Regions from separate parts of the Nomascus leucogenys genome. Here region 1 is linked to region 2. A link is a contact called in public Hi-C data. All regions are on one chromosome and are shown on one strand. The core of a region is the stretch at or near the end of the contact, and the rest is flanking DNA. Distances in the headings are between cores, read along the strand shown.

Region 1 (3,265 bases), core at 444-2,943, 190 kb before region 2:
AAGGGGCGTTGTTGAAAAATAACATGAGTCACAATCCAATGGAACAAAAATGTCATTTCTAGAATATGATATTTAAAAAAAATAAAATGGGAGAAGAAGATATATATACACATATATATATAGATACCTGGGGGTACTAAGATTGTAGCCATAAAAGTTACACAACTGCTGCTTTGAAATGCATACCATCTCAAGGAGGCCCGTAGGAAGTCCTGCCCCACATTTTGCTTGCCTACAGGGTCTGCTATTATAGATGCAGTTAGGAGATTAGAGCTGGCCATTTCTAGCCACATCCGTTATTGCCAACCACTGTAAGAACATTTATAATTCTGAATCAGAATATAAGAATGAGACAGGCTCTAGAACACAGTTTCTATCTTTGGCACTATTGACATTTTGGGTCTGATCATTCTTTTTATGGAGAATTTTCCTGTGCATTGCAGGGTATTTAGCAGCATTCCTGGCCTCTGCCTGTTAGACGCCATAAGTAGCTCCCCAGTGGTGACAACCAGAAATGTCTTCAAACATTGTCAAATGCCCTTTGGGAAGCAAAAGCATCCCCAGTTGAGAACCACTGCCCTAAAACACTGTAGGCAATCTTTGTCACATCTTCCACACATAGAAAACTTTTTGTTCTGTACAAATGTTTTCTCTACAAAACCCGGAGGGTGATCTGGGAATAGCTCAATAAAGCTCAGTGAAAAAATTTGTCACTCTTTATATTTATATACTTATAGGAAAAATAAAATACAAGATGTTTAGAAAAATATCAAATATTAAATTTATATAAAGGTTCCAAATAAAATAATTTAAAAAAATTAGAAATTTGAACTTATTACCATTGACATATCTTTTTACCAAAAGATACCATATTCAAAATAGCTATGCAAAACTCTGATTAAGACTTCTTAATGACGATTGTTTCAAATTCCTAGTGGTGTGTATCAACAAGAACCTTCATTCCCACAATAAGATAATTAAAAAAAATTAAAACCATTGTTTACAACTATTTGAAGATTTGCAGCATTTGAAATTAAAGAACCTAATAGCTTATCCTTTTCTTATACTGACAAGTTAATGTTTAATTTTTTATGATAGAGCAAAAGTACTTTAAATTCAGACTTTTATGCTATCTAGCATTCCAAAATAATAACGAAGTTCTAATTTGTACATTGCATATGCATTGTAAGAGCAGTTGCCCTACAGCTAGCATGGAAACCACTAAATGGATTTTGTCCATCTGCTGAAGATGAACAGGAGTATCTGATATATGTGAAAACAGAGATTCTGGGCTATCAGGTGTTGCTGGGCAGACCAGAAACCCCCACCATGTTTCTGCACTCACTCATCCCCACTGGCTGCATCTTGGGCTAAGCTCTAAGCTTCTGGGCAGCTGGACACAAACTACCTACTGATCCTCAGGCCTTACCTAGAATGGTTAGTGGTGCTAACCACTAGGATGGATGGCTGCTGAGATGCCCATGCAGTAGAGCACCTACTTTCTTGGCTGTGTGCATTCAGGGCATTATAGTGGAGAAATGCATGGTAAATGTGACTCATGGTGCCCACTGCCTCCTCTAGGGACTACGAGAGTGGTTCTTGGACTCCTACACTGCTCCGACCAGTCCCCAGGAAGACTCTGATGAGGCTTCTCTTGGCTAGAGGCACATTCTGAGAGCTGAGGAACTCAGTAATTCATAGCACACCTGTAATCCGTTTGTGGCACACCAGTGTGAGACTACATATAAGCTAGGAAGCTCTGCCTTAAAGAATTCTGCCTAGCCCTAAGGTAGCACCCTGTGGCCCAAAGAGAGGCATGACTCACCTCAGATCACACCCTCAGTTAATACCAGAGCTGGAACCAGCAGCTAACTCTCTGGCTCCAGGCACCACAATCATGTTGATTCTTCATTTCATGCCTTTCTTCCTCCCACTGATGCATTCACCACAAACTCCCCATGTGCCTCACCTACTAATCAAAAACATCGGCTGGTCCAGCACCTACCACAAGGGGGGCAGTGTTTCTTAAGCTCTGTGGTGCATAAGAATAGAACTTTAAAAATAGGTATATTTTACTGCTGTGTGTTTGTGGAGAAAGTTGAAGCAGGAAGAGGGAAGAGTGAAGATTTATTATGGGAAGCACAAGTAGAATTTCCATTCTACTCCATCTAATTTCGCTGGCTGAGTCCTAGGCTGAATACTAGATCTTGGTGAGCTTAAAAGAGATCTAGAAACTCAAAGGCTACAAATATGGAAGAGTTTGAAAAGCAGGCTATTTTATCTATAAAAATAGAAGTGATTTCAGATGCTAGAAGGGTGTGTGCAGTGGTTTCTAAATTCTAGTGGACACGAGAATTTCACCAAGAACTTATTTAACTTACCTATACAAGTAATTATAAATCAGTTGATCTGGATCAAAGCCCACAGATCTGTGTTGTAACAAGCATTCTGAGATTATCTGATTGAGAATTGCTGAAATAGGAATAAGACCTTATAGCTTTAATGCACTGTATAATGTGGACATTGCAAGAAGCTAAGAGGAAAATAAATTTTTTAATTAAAAAATTCTAATTTCTCTAGGGCAATTCCTGGAGTATAAATATTGTAAATTATTTCCCAAAACCAAACCAAAAAAAAAACAAAATTTCTCTCTGCTCTTCTCCTCTACTTTCAGTCTATTCTGAAGCTAGGAGAAAGGCTGTTTTACATTTGTCCTTACATGAATGCAGGCCATTTATATAAAAACCACATCATGAGCAGAATAGCCAAGTCACAAGCTTTCCTGGTCCTGTAAGTCTTTGACGTTTTGCTGTGCACTCCAGGCCCAAATACCAGTGCAATTCCCCTTGTTTTGATCGACCTGATTAGACACATTTGTGCTAGGCTCTGCGCCTCAGAAAAGGCAAGGTAGATAGTATTATTAAAAAAAAAAAAAAAAAAAAAAAAACCAGGATAGAGATAGTGTGCTAGTAACAGCTTTTATAAATTGATGCTTGGAGCACCTCTCTCCAGTTGTGAGAGAGCCATGACCCGAAGATACAATATGGTAGAGCCCAGAATGTGGGCCCAGAAATGGGCTTATAAACACATCTGACCCAGAGTTAATAATTTTCTTCTTTTTTTTTTTTTTTTTTTTTTGAGACGGAGTCTCACTCTGTCGCCCAGGCTGGAGTGCAGTGGCGCGATCTCGGCTCACTGCAAGCTCCGCCTCCTGGGTTCACGCCATTCTCCTGCCTCAGCCTCTCCGAGTAGCTGGGACTACAGG
Region 2 (3,521 bases), core at 771-3,270:
CATTTTAATATAGAATGAGAATTACAAACAATGGGTATACTTCATGAAGTCCAAAGGAAACATGATAATTACAAGTCAGAGAAAGTAGGAAAGTCTTGATTGTGTGAGCAGTGTTTCAGATGAATTTTGAAGGATTTAAAAAGTCAGGGATGGTAGATGCTGCCAATGAAGAGAAATGGCAGGAACAAAGGCATTGAAATGGGAAAATACTGAACACGCTTATTAAGATGTTTGATGGCTATTTGGGTGGAGCAAAGCACATTAGCTATAGACATTTGTAGAGAATAAGGATAGAAGGCCTCCCACACTCATATTATGGACAGTCCAGACAAAGATTATAGAGTCAGTACTTAACTCCGTAGAAAGAAAAGACCCAGGCTGGGCGTGGCGGCTCATGCCTGTAATCCCAGCACTTTGGGAGGCTGAGGCAGGCGGATCACCTGAGGTTGGGAATTCGAGACCAGTCTGACCAACATGGAGGAACCCTGTCTCTACTAAAAAAAAATACAAAATTAGCTGGGTGTGGTGGTACATGTCTGTAATCCCAGCTACTTGGGAGGCTGAGGCAGGAGAATCCCTTGAACCCAGGAGGCAGAAGTTGCAGTGAGCTGAGATCACATCATTGCACTCCAGCCTGGGCAATAAGAGTGACACTTTGTCTCAAAAGGAAAGAAAGAGAAAGAAAGAAAGAGAAAAAAAAGAAAAGAGAAAGAAAAAAGAAAGAAAGAAGAAAGAAAGAAAAAGAAGAAAGAAAGAAAGAAAGAGAAAGAAAGAAAGAAAGAAAGGAAAGAAAGAAAGAAAGAACGGAAGAAAGAAAGGAAAAGAAAAGAAAAGAGAAAGAGAGAGGAGAGAGAAAGGAGCCAGTGAAGGTTTTTAGTGAGATGGAAAGTGAGCTGGGCCAACAGAAAAGTGATTTAGAAAGTAAAATGTCTTGGGTGTGGAGGGACAGATTGGAGAGGGGACAGACCTGGAAAGAATAGTTAGAAATTGCACCCATTCTGATGAGAAGTAATAGGTAATGCCAAGAAAGGGACAGAATGAGACAAATTGAAGAGAGCCCAGAGGTTTTGCAGAACTCGACATTTAATTGGATAAGGGGTCATAAAGAAATATAATTTTCAATTTAAAAAATGGAAATCTGAGAAAACAGTGAAGCCATGAGTAGAAATAAGGAAATGAGGAGTTTTCCCTCCTGTTGGGGGAGTTTAAGGTAGTCACTGAGTTTTTAAGGTACATGTTGAACTTTAAGGTACTGATTTATATCCGGGTGGAGACATCGAGCAGGAAGACTGAGATATGGGAATTCGAGCTATAGATTTAGGGGTTTCCTACAAAAGTAGGGATAGTTAAGGCCATGGCAGGAAGTGGCCCCCTGAGGTGGGGGTACATATAAATAGGGAGCCAAAGGAAGAGCCTCAGGGTTCTTGGAGAGATACAGAAAAGAAAGACAGAATAATCAAGAGAGGAGCAGTTGTGATAAATGGAGTGCGGTGAACTGTATCAGAAACTGACCCTTTCCAGCCATTTTTCCCAAGATGAACTTTGAGATGGGTGAAGATCTTGTAGTTTGTTCTGATTCTTTTCTTTCCTTCTTTCTTGCTTTCTTGCTTTTCTTCTTTCTTTTTTTTTAGGCTAGTCAAGTGAAGTGTTCTGATTTCTGATGTGAAGTTCACATTGTTCATAAGACATCAGGATGAATTTGGGACAAGATAACGGATTTAGATTTTAGCACATCTTCTATGACTCTGGGATTTCCAGAGTCTAGTATCTAATAAAAGCTAAATAATATAAGTAAATCTCATGCATAGGTGGTACCTTGAGCTGATGTATTGTTGAATGAGTTGGAGGAGTTATTAAAACTGTACAATTCAAAGATTAAAGGGAGATAAAGAAACGTTAATAGGGCACAATGTCAACATGACTTTATCATTATGGAACTTTTGAAGTTTAGGAGAACAGAATATTCAGAAGCAAAAAATAGATTTTACAGATCCCCGGCATTGGTTCTCTTAAATAATTTGAGCTGCCAAAGCTAATGCTGTATGTTAGAAAACTGCTGTTAGAGAATCTATCAGATAATTTATAGAAAGTAACAGAAAAGAAACAAAACAAAACAAAAAAGCTTCTCTTTGAGTGCAACCAGATTATTTATGGAACTATTACAAATTTTTAAAAATCATAATTTGATAAATCACTAGTTAAGAATCAAATGGCATAGAAATAACAAAACATTTGATTGATTATGAAAACTGATACACTTCCTACTTTCTCAAACCCCTGGAGAAGGCAATGCCTCTCAGGAACGAGTCCAGATATTCAGAACCATCGCAAGAGCAACATCTAGTGACAAAGCCAGCACATTACAAATTTGTAGAATAACTGGAAATGAGCACTCCAGTCTTAGGACTGAGTCATAGAATTGAGTGTATGTAGGTCTACTCTAAACAATAAAATGATTTTCTAGAAAGCAGAAATACTGCCTTTCACTGCCACACTCTGAATTTTATTCATTCCACTTTTCTCTGTTTTCTCACTACACACAGAAATTAACTTGTAATTTCCTTGATTTTCATCTGTCATATAGAGAGATATATACTATAGTGGTTAACAGCACAGATTTTGGAGCCAAAAAGCATTGGTTTGTTTCTCAGCTGCATTATTACTAGCTATGAGACATTAGGCAACCTCTCCATGTCTCAACAGTTTTACGTGTAAAACAGGGTTCTGTGAGAGTTAAATTAATTATTACATATGTACAACTCTTAATAACAGTGCTTAGCACATAAAAGCAGCTTAGTTATTGAGTTATAGTTATTGTCAATACCAGTAGGTATCTTTATTTTTATATGGATGGTCCTCAACTTAACGATTATTTTACTTACCTTTTTTTTTTTTTTTTTTTTTTTTTTTGGAGACAGAGTCTCACTCTATTACCTAGACTGGAGTACAGTGGCACAATCTTACTTAACTCATTGCAACCTCTGCCTCTCTGGCTCAAGTGATCCTCCTATCTCAGCCTCCTGAGGAGCTGGGACCACAAGCACGCACCACTACTCCCAGCTAATTTTTTGTATTTTTTGTAGAGACAGGGCTTAGCCATGTTGTCCAGGCTGGTCTCAAACTCAAGCGATCCACCCCTTAGCTTCCCAAAGTGCTGGGATTACAGGCCACCACGCCCTGCCCAATTTACAATTTTTGACTTCACAATGGCGCAAAAGCCATATGCATTCAGTAGAAACTGTACTTTGAGTACCCATACAATCTTTCTGTATTTCACTTTCAGTACAGTATTCAATCAATTACATGAGATATCCAACACTTTATTATAAAATAGGCTTTGCTTTGGATGATTTGCCCAATTGTATGCTAATGTAGGTGTTCTGAGCACATTTAATGTAGCTTAGGTTAAGCTGTACTGTTTGGTAGGTTAGGTGTGTTAAATGCATTTTCAACTTACAATATTTACAACTTAGGATGGGCTTTTTGGGACATTGTAAGTTGAAGGGCATCCATAATTAAAG

The links. A called contact is a pair of places that touch in the nucleus more often than the background predicts.
Region 1: a contact with region 2 is called in a Hi-C map of an unstated tissue, with 4 times the contacts expected there. The contact joins two enhancer-like sites. A contact is called at or near these places in 3 of 4 Hi-C or Micro-C datasets (a lymphoblastoid cell line and an unstated tissue).

Annotation. Positions count from the first base shown.
Region 1 is chr5:45,911,714-45,914,978 of Asia_NLE_v1, reverse strand. No RefSeq gene overlaps it. Among named protein-coding and RNA genes, the nearest start is that of SGIP1, 97 kb to the left of the region's middle. Within about 2 kb of position 1,693, the one cell type or tissue checked has an H3K27ac peak away from gene starts, as active enhancers do. A contact at or near this core is called in a lymphoblastoid cell line, where this site is marked.
Region 2 is chr5:45,725,425-45,728,945 of Asia_NLE_v1, reverse strand. The region is part of intron 4 of PDE4B (cAMP-specific 3',5'-cyclic phosphodiesterase 4B); the gene reads right to left. Among named protein-coding and RNA genes, the nearest start is that of SGIP1, 280 kb to the left of the region's middle. Within about 2 kb of position 2,020, the one cell type or tissue checked has an H3K27ac peak away from gene starts, as active enhancers do. A contact at or near this core is called in a lymphoblastoid cell line, where this site is marked.